Linked DNA regions of Mus musculus: region 1 is linked to region 2. The links are chromatin contacts, called in public ChIA-PET maps. All regions are on one chromosome and are shown on one strand. The core of a region is the stretch at or near the end of the contact, and the rest is flanking DNA. Distances in the headings are between cores, read along the strand shown. Region 1 holds the start of Cd1d1 (CD1d1 antigen). Region 2 has its middle 31 kb from the start of Gm23376.

Region 1 (3,942 bases), core at 485-2,984, 38 kb after region 2:
GACAACCAGGCCACTGGCTTCTCTGTACTCATCAAGAGAATAAGAAAAAAAATTTAAAGCAAGACATTTTATATTAGGGGCTCCAGGTCTCCAATCAAGTTCATGCTTCCCACAGGTCCACCTCTGGAGATGAAGTTGCCTATTAGTTTAATCCATTTGTCTCCCTCTGGCTAGGAAGACCATCCCTGATACTTCTACCCCCCTCCCTGATCTGAGTCTCCTGTAGCCCTCCTCTGTACTCTGGAACAATCTGAATTTCAGCTGGTACAGCCTGCCTCAAATATGGCATGGCTCAGTTTTCATCCCCAGTTTTATTTAACTCAATTTATAGAACCCAAGAGTGGCTGTCAGTGAGAAAATAAACCCCACAGGCCTTACTCATCTCTTCCTAGTCCTTGCCCTTCCTCTACAGCTGACAGTGATGTAAAAACCTAGATGGATCCAAGTGGAGAGCCAGGGTGAAAATAGCCAGCTGACCTTGCTTCTCTAGGTCTGACTTCCCTGCCTCTAGGAGACCACGGACAAATAGGGGGCAGGTGTCATTCAGGAGCATCTGCACGGTTGCACTTGTCCCTTGATCAGCGTTGAGCACTTTGATGGGCAAGTCTAACCAAGATGGGGCCCCTGGGACTGTCTGCCAGGACGTTCCCCAGAATCTCACGACATATTTTCCTTGAAATGCTACGTGTAAAAAGCTTTCCGAAGCATTCCCAGGGTACATTTCACAGCCCGCAGACAGCTGGATCTCAATGGGATCTGTAAGGAGGAGTAGGCAGAGACCAAAGAGTTCATGATTAAGGGATTTGGAAGAAAGGAATTGGTATGAAGATTATCGTTAAGTGCCAGTTGAGGAAAATGATCATGGTGCCCTAGAGCAGAAATGGGCTATTTTTAGAAGGGACAAGGGTTACTTTTAGACAGAAGTAAAACCATAAGGGTGGACAGAGAAGAGAAGCTATGCCCGATGCCCACAGTTATCCAGCTGGGGTCTGGATCACTCCTGCCCACTGGGTTCAGGGTTCCAACCCCTCCACTCACAGTCTTCTTTAGGTGACATCATTTTGACTAATTCCTGTATGTCCCTGGTAAAGCTGACTCGATAGACTTGAAACATATGCTGCAACTTCTCCCACTGCTGGTTACTCAACTTGCCCTGGGACCATGGCTTCGTGAAGCTGATGGTGGCTGAGTCATTACTCCAACGGTGAGTCTGCAGATCCCCCAGCCAGACCACGCTGTCTGTGCGGGACCAGCTTCTGTTTGCAAAGGAAGACATCTGCAGGCAGCGGAAGGTGTAATTCTTTTGCTGGGCTGGAAACAAAGGAAAAGGAAAGAACTTAGCGAGTGGGCTCAGTCTGAGGACAGACTGCAGTAGGAAAAAGCTCAGCTTTAGCTGCGCTTGCGGAAGGAAAGGCAGGCTCAGTGTAGTTCTGAACTGAGCTAAGCCCTGAGCCGCAGCCATACATTGCTCCTCCCACTGTTGTTGCAAGCCGGGAAGCCCACCTCCACCCGCCCACTACTGCACAGAGCTTGTAGCCAGCCTCTTTCTCCCTCCCTTCCTCCCTTCTCTAGATTGTGTGCGCTTTTACTCACTCACCTTCAGATTGTCCCCAGACCTGTAGGAATGCCCACAGCAACAGCCATGGTAGGTACCGCATAGCGCCAGAGTTCTACACAGCCCTCGGCTCCGACTTCTGCGCTTTACTCTGCTCCCGGACTGGTACACAAAGGCTCTGGGGTTTTTGGTGCAGAGCCAGCAAAACCCGGAAGGACGCGCAGGCACGATTGGTAAATTACTCTTTGACAAAGCCAAACCCCCTGGTAGTTGAGGGTTGGAGTGCAGCTTTACTCAGAACCGCTACGCAAACCACTTTTAAACAAAACAAAACAAAACAAAACAACAACAACAAAAATGTCTTTCCGTTATACTAAAGAATGAGGTTGAGACTATCGTCTCAATATCGAAAGCAAGACAAAATTGTATTTCGGTTACAACTCCGATGGTATTAAAAATGCAAGGGGAAAAATAGAAGGGACGTTTTGGTCTAGCTAGCAGGGGCTGTCTGCAGGTGCTCCATTTACAAGTTTGGATCCTCCCAGATATCTATAAATATCACATTAAAATAATGATAATGATAATAATAGATGTGATTCTTCTAGTGGTTCATTGAGAGGATAGGACTAGGCGGGTTAAGTTCCTTCATAGCTTTCGTATGCCCACAGTTTCCCATGTCAGATTCTTTTTCCCCTTACCCTGGTTTCTTTTCTCCCTTGCCTTACCTGCCCTCTGGCTGTCCCCGACTCCATTTTGGGAGAGTACAGGCATATTTTATTTTTAGTTTTTATTTTGTTCTGTATATTGTACTGTCATGATTTGCGAAAATCGAAGACTTGTGTCAGTCTGATGTGAGGAAAAGCCAAAAGTGACGAGATGTGCCCCCTCGAAGCGCTTCAGCACAGCGAAAACACGGGCCATACACCTGCAGACAGATGTCTTTCCCACTCACTCGCAAATACCGAACCTCTTGTTTTTGAGAACAGAGGTAAGATTACAGGGCGCGCCTGTGAGTTTGTAGGGCCATTCCCAACTTCTCACGCTTAAAACAAGTAGTGACAAAAACAGTTGCTCAAAATTTCAGTTACTGTGAGAAAGGAGAAGTCATCCTTGGTAAATCGTACTCCTGCAGCAAGCATCCTGATACCATCTTCCTCGTTCCTTTTTAGTCACCCCGTTGTATGCTTTGCTCTGTCTTTTTGCCTTGTCTCCTAAGTAGGCCTCTTCTCTATGTCTCTACCCTTAACATAACCGCAACCTTCTGCTTCAACTATATGAAATACCTTCCACGAGGTAGGAAAAAACCCCATCATTGATCGGTATAGCCTCTAGGATCATTCTGCCCATGCTCTGGCTTGCCTTGGAGCATCGTTTGGGACCCTACTCTAAGTCTCACATGCTTTCGTCCCTTAGATACAGCTTCTTCCTCAGATCTCTGCACAAATAGACCCCTTGGGGACCTCTGACCTCCAAGCGCCTGCCTAGTGTCCACTCAGACTTCAAACTCCAATGTAATTTTCTCAGAGAGCCTCCTCAAGCTTCCCAGACAGTGTGAATAAAGACTGGAAAGCTAGCCAGCCCATCTCCACACACTGGGCGGCAGCTATCTTTGTTGGCCTTTCTTCCTAACACATAGGCCTTGTCATTACAGAAATGTTAGTTTGACCCCTTCGCTGTCCCAGCTGGAGGCTTGTCAGAACGCGAGAATCACATTGCCTAACCTGACTCCTCCCATTCTGCCTTCACCAACCTTCTCTCCTGGGCCCCAGTGTTGTAAGAGTCCTAGAGGGCAGGCTTCTCCCTCCTGGCTGTGCTCCTGGAGGTGGCTCTAATCCACTAGACCTGATTTTACTGGATATTGCTCCCAACAGTTTGAGAAAAGTTTTGTTAAAAAATAAAAGGTTAAAACAATGATTATTTTTTATAGTTCAAAAGCATGATTTTTTTTATCACAACAAACTTATACCATTTCCCTCCATCCCTTTACTTCCTCCAACTCCTCCCTCATAAATTTAAACAAACCCTCCCTCTCCAGTTGCTTTTGGTCGTGGTGTTTCAATCACAGCAGTGGGATTCTAAGACAACCTCTCTTGACCCTCCTTTTGCTTTCCTAGTTTCTGTGGTTACTCCAGTTTATATGCTCTCAGCTCAAGTTTGGGAATCGATGAAAGAGAGATGAGAGGGCATGCAGCATTCGTCTTTGGGGTCTGGTTTATCCCACTCAGTATAATATTTCCTTGTTCCATTATCTACCTGAGAACTTCATGATTTCATTTTCCTTTATAGTTCCTTGCTCCTCTTCAATAAAGTATCTGCAGTGCAAGCTAAAGCAGTAAGGCAAGAGAAGGAAATTAAAGGGATAAAAATAGGAAAAGATGTCAAGCTAA
Region 2 (3,866 bases), core at 503-3,002:
AGTTTATCTGCAGTTTTAAATAGTCACCAATATTAAACATATTTGTAGACCTTTATGCAGGAATATTTACTAGGTTGCATTTTAGCAATGAGATTATAGATAAGAGACTGATCACATTTTCATTCTTCTAATGATTTTGAAAGTTTCAGTTTAAAGTTAATATATATTTTTAAAAATTATATATACACACACATCTCCAAAAGAAATAGTACCCTAGCAGCAAGGGGGAATACACCTGTCCATGCCATTAGCAATGCAGCCGCAGACCGTAGGTATCAGCATTGCCGTGTGGAGTCATGATTACAGAAGCATCCAAGTGCTGGTGTGTCCTTCCTTCCTGAGAAAGAGACAATGCATTGACACTTCCTGGGGTGAAGAGCCTTTCACACACTTTCAGAAACAGGAATCTTCAGTTCCATTGCATCCATAGTCACAAGACCTATACCGGCTAAATGGTGCGGTCTGCCCAGTGCGTAGATGTCTTTCTATCAGGCTAGTACAATAGGAAGGAGCCCATCCCCCACCACAGCATTTACACCACAGAGCTTCAATGTGCCCTGGCTTTTTGTGGCTTGGTCTTGAGCTTCTTAACTATAATCTTTCCCCCTAGCTGCACAGTAGCCTGTTCTGTACCCTAGGGGCTTCTGGTCCAGTTGCTCACGGGTCTGTTTTGGGCCATTCCTGAAGCTTGGCCTATCTTATGGATCCTTCTGCCTGTGATTGCTCTCTCCTTTAACTGCCTTGGAAGACCTTGGGTAAAAGCCACTTAGAGGAGACTGGATGATAAGACTTCATGCTTTCCTTCATCATCTGTTCCCTCATTAAGGTTCTGGGGAGGTCATTGGAGAACATATATACATATATATGTGCATATGTATGTATATATATCTTCTATTGCTGGATAATCACTTTTATCTTCATTTTACAGAGAAGCAAATAAAATATAGGTGTAACAAAAGCAGTAAATAGCTTGTAGATAATTGAGGGAGTGGAAAGAATACCATCCCTGAACAATTGGCTGAGGGTAACTCTAGCTGGATCTGTCATAGACCTTTCCAGAAGAACCCAGAAGTGTGATCAAAAGCCACTGTGTGCTTCAAAAAATGTTGTGTGTAGTTTTCCTCTCATAGCTAGAAGATAGACGTGAAAAGAGGAGAAAGGGGGATTTCGAGAGGAAGAGAGGGAGAGAAAGAAGGGGAAAGAGGAAGAGAGAAAGAGGAAGGAAAAGGGAGATGGAGAGAGAGGGAGAGCGAGGGGAGGGGGAAGGAAGGGGAGGGAGGAAGGGAGAGGGAGGGAGAGTTAGGAGACCTGCGGTGTGGTCCTGACTTCGGCCCCTGTACTTAGGATGCGGCTGGAGCAGAGGATGGAAAGACTAAGCAAGCTGCTTCTAATTCTTACTGCTAGACAGTGCTTGGAAAAGAAATATAAGAACATTCCCAGCACAGCTCTGCCCGAAATCGGGCTGTCACGTGACCTAGTGTTGGTGAGACCCATGAAGCATCTAGAAGGCCATTTAACATGAATTCCTATCTTATCTTGGATCCCTGAGAACATTTTGAAAACCATTTTTTTTCACTTGTGTTTGCTTCCTTATGCCTATTTTGGGACTACTCAAAGCCTACCCAGACACGCTAACACGCATAGGTTTATGTAGTGGGAATTTTGGTTTCTTTAAAAGCACAGGACTATTATGAGAGTGTGTTTCGTTTTCATCCCAGGTGTGAGCTATAGGGCTGCTTCACGGCAACCGCCTGTGGTTTGCTTCACGCTCTAACAGGGGCGTGGTTTCGCCAGCTCTAGATAGTTTTTGCAAGTGTGTGACGTTTGGAATTCTGGGAACTTTTCAGAGGGTGTATAAATGCTAGGACACTGAGAGATGGGAGCTGTTGGCTGGTTGACCTGCTGGTAGGTGCAGTTCATTAAGGATTGTCAAGTATTCGTGTGCAAAGAGGCAAGAAAAAGACATTAGATATCTTAACAAGAAGATCAAACTTGCCCCAAGGAACTGGGCGCCCCTCATCAGCAGGAAGTAGTCTAATGACAGTGTTCCCCCTTGCCCCTCCATCCTTCCTCTGCTGTCTAGTGTTGGGGGTTGGCAGGGTGGAAGTAAAGAAACCCACAAAGTAGTCAAAAGTCTGGTTATAGTCTCAGCCTTGCCCTTCCTACTCACCCTGCCTGCCTCTGATTCCTCATCATCCTCATCCCATAGAAAGCCGGAAACTGGGGAAGGAAGGGTATGGAGAAAGAACAGAGAAATTTTGTGAGGAAAATGGGAAAAGTTGACATTTAAAAACTGTCATAGCTACCACAGATTTACAATAAAAGGAATAAAATTTCCTTTTTCTTTTTTCTTGTTTTTTTTTTTCTTTTTTTTTTCTTTTTTTTTGAGACAGGGTTTCTCTGTAGCCCTGGCTGTCCTGGAACTCACTTTGTAGACCAGCTGGCCTCGAACTCAGAAATCTGCCTGCCTCTGCCTCCCGAGTGCTGGGATTAAAGGCATGGGCCACCACCACCCGGCACAATAAACTTTCTTATTTATTTATCTATCTATTTATTTATTACCTAAGCTGATGAGTCAGCTCCCAGTAGAGATAGTGATGTGACTGAGTCACGAGCTCTCTTGACTTACAATTTGTTATTATATTTATATGTCCTGGCTGTGTCTATAGAGACTTGAGAGAAAACGTGGGGCTAATGATGAGGGTCTTTAGGGTGTGTTTAGACTTCTTTGTAGCCTCTCAGCTTTGTGGGGACAAGAGTTATACAGCCATTCTATACTTTTATGCTTGGACCTATGACATTGGAAACTTGGGGGAAATTATTGAGGACAAAATTGTATTAATTAATGAAAAATATACAAGGCTTCATCCTTAGTTATTTACAGATTGTGCATTAAAAGAGTTTGGGAAGTCTCAGTAGAGTGCTTGCCTAGCAGGAATGTGGCCTTAGATTTGATCCCTAGCACTGAAAAAAAAAAAAAAAAAAAAAAAAAGAAAGAAAGGAAAATAAAAAACATAAAAGGAAGCTGTAATCTAATTTACATTGTGGCACATCATGACAGAAAAGGCATAATGTCAAATATAATTACTGCTGCTATTCAGTTGATATGATGCTGCCTCCCAGGATAGAATATTAAATTTGTGATATTTTTCATTGCTGGGCTTGCCCACACACACCTTTAGTTTATACCTCAAGGGAACCCTTTCCACTTAACTGTGATTTCTGTTGAAAGCTGTTTTCTCAAAGAGGACAATCAGTTTTATCTTCAAGCTGAGGCTTTCGTGTTACAGGTTCACCCAAAAGGGAGGGAAGCTAATTCTGTCAATGGGAAACAGCTCTGGGCACATAGCACAGGCCTACAAAACGTGGGCTGGCATATGGACCGGCAAAAGGCTGAAGAAGCAATCTTTCAAGCCACGCTCTCTGCATGTGTTGGCATGAACCTGTATTTGTGCTAGGATGAACATGAATCATAATGGGCCTGACTGAAAAACTGCGGAGTGCTCTACACGGGGTGAGAATGGTTCCAGGCTCCTGGCAAACCCATGCTTTCTGTTCCAGGCCTGCAACATTCGTTTAACTGTGATGTTTTCTGCCCTTCGGAGTCTAAGGAACCTGGACTTTATTTTTAATTGAAAATTTTTTCTTTCTTTCTTTCTTTTTTTTGCCCCACCCCCCCTTGTCTCCATATCCCAGCTCACACTCTGGCAATAGCCCAAGGCCACTCCAGTGTTCGGAACCCCGAGGTTCTGATCCCACCTGTCTTCCGGCAACACTCCGCAGAGCCCTCCCAGCTTCCCTGGCAGCTCCTCCTCCCTCCTCATATCCTGGACCACAACGCCAGCAGAAGTCTCCCATTCTACCCA

Evidence for each region. ChIA-PET counts read pairs in DNA pulled down with a chosen protein or histone mark.
Region 1: a contact with region 2 is called in an RNA polymerase II ChIA-PET map of memory CD8 T cells, with 14 read pairs. The contact joins the promoter of Cd1d1 here to the enhancer-like site in region 2. A contact is called at or near these places in 3 of 39 promoter capture datasets (liver, macrophages and stem cell-derived epiblast-like cells), 1 of 15 datasets of contacts at CTCF or cohesin (the NIH/3T3 cell line), 4 of 115 datasets of contacts at active chromatin or transcription factors (the SCID.adh cell line, effector CD8 T cells, embryonic stem cells and 1 more) and 3 of 9 other capture datasets (adipose tissue, liver and pancreatic islet).

What each region holds. Positions count from the first base shown.
Region 1 is chr3:86,997,595-87,001,536 of GRCm38.p6, forward strand. Cd1d1 (CD1d1 antigen) reads right to left here and starts at 1,735. Exons shown (of 6, transcript NM_007639.4): 1 at 1,598-1,735; 2 at 1,039-1,311; 3 at 478-756; 4 at 1-22. The coding sequence starts at 1,658.
Region 2 is chr3:86,959,414-86,963,279 of GRCm38.p6, forward strand. No RefSeq gene overlaps it. Among named protein-coding and RNA genes, the nearest start is that of Gm23376, 31 kb to the left of the region's middle. Within about 2 kb of position 1,753, at least 42 of the 459 cell types and tissues checked have an H3K27ac peak or open chromatin away from gene starts, as enhancers often do. A contact at or near this core is called in the SCID.adh cell line, effector CD8 T cells and memory CD8 T cells, where this site is marked.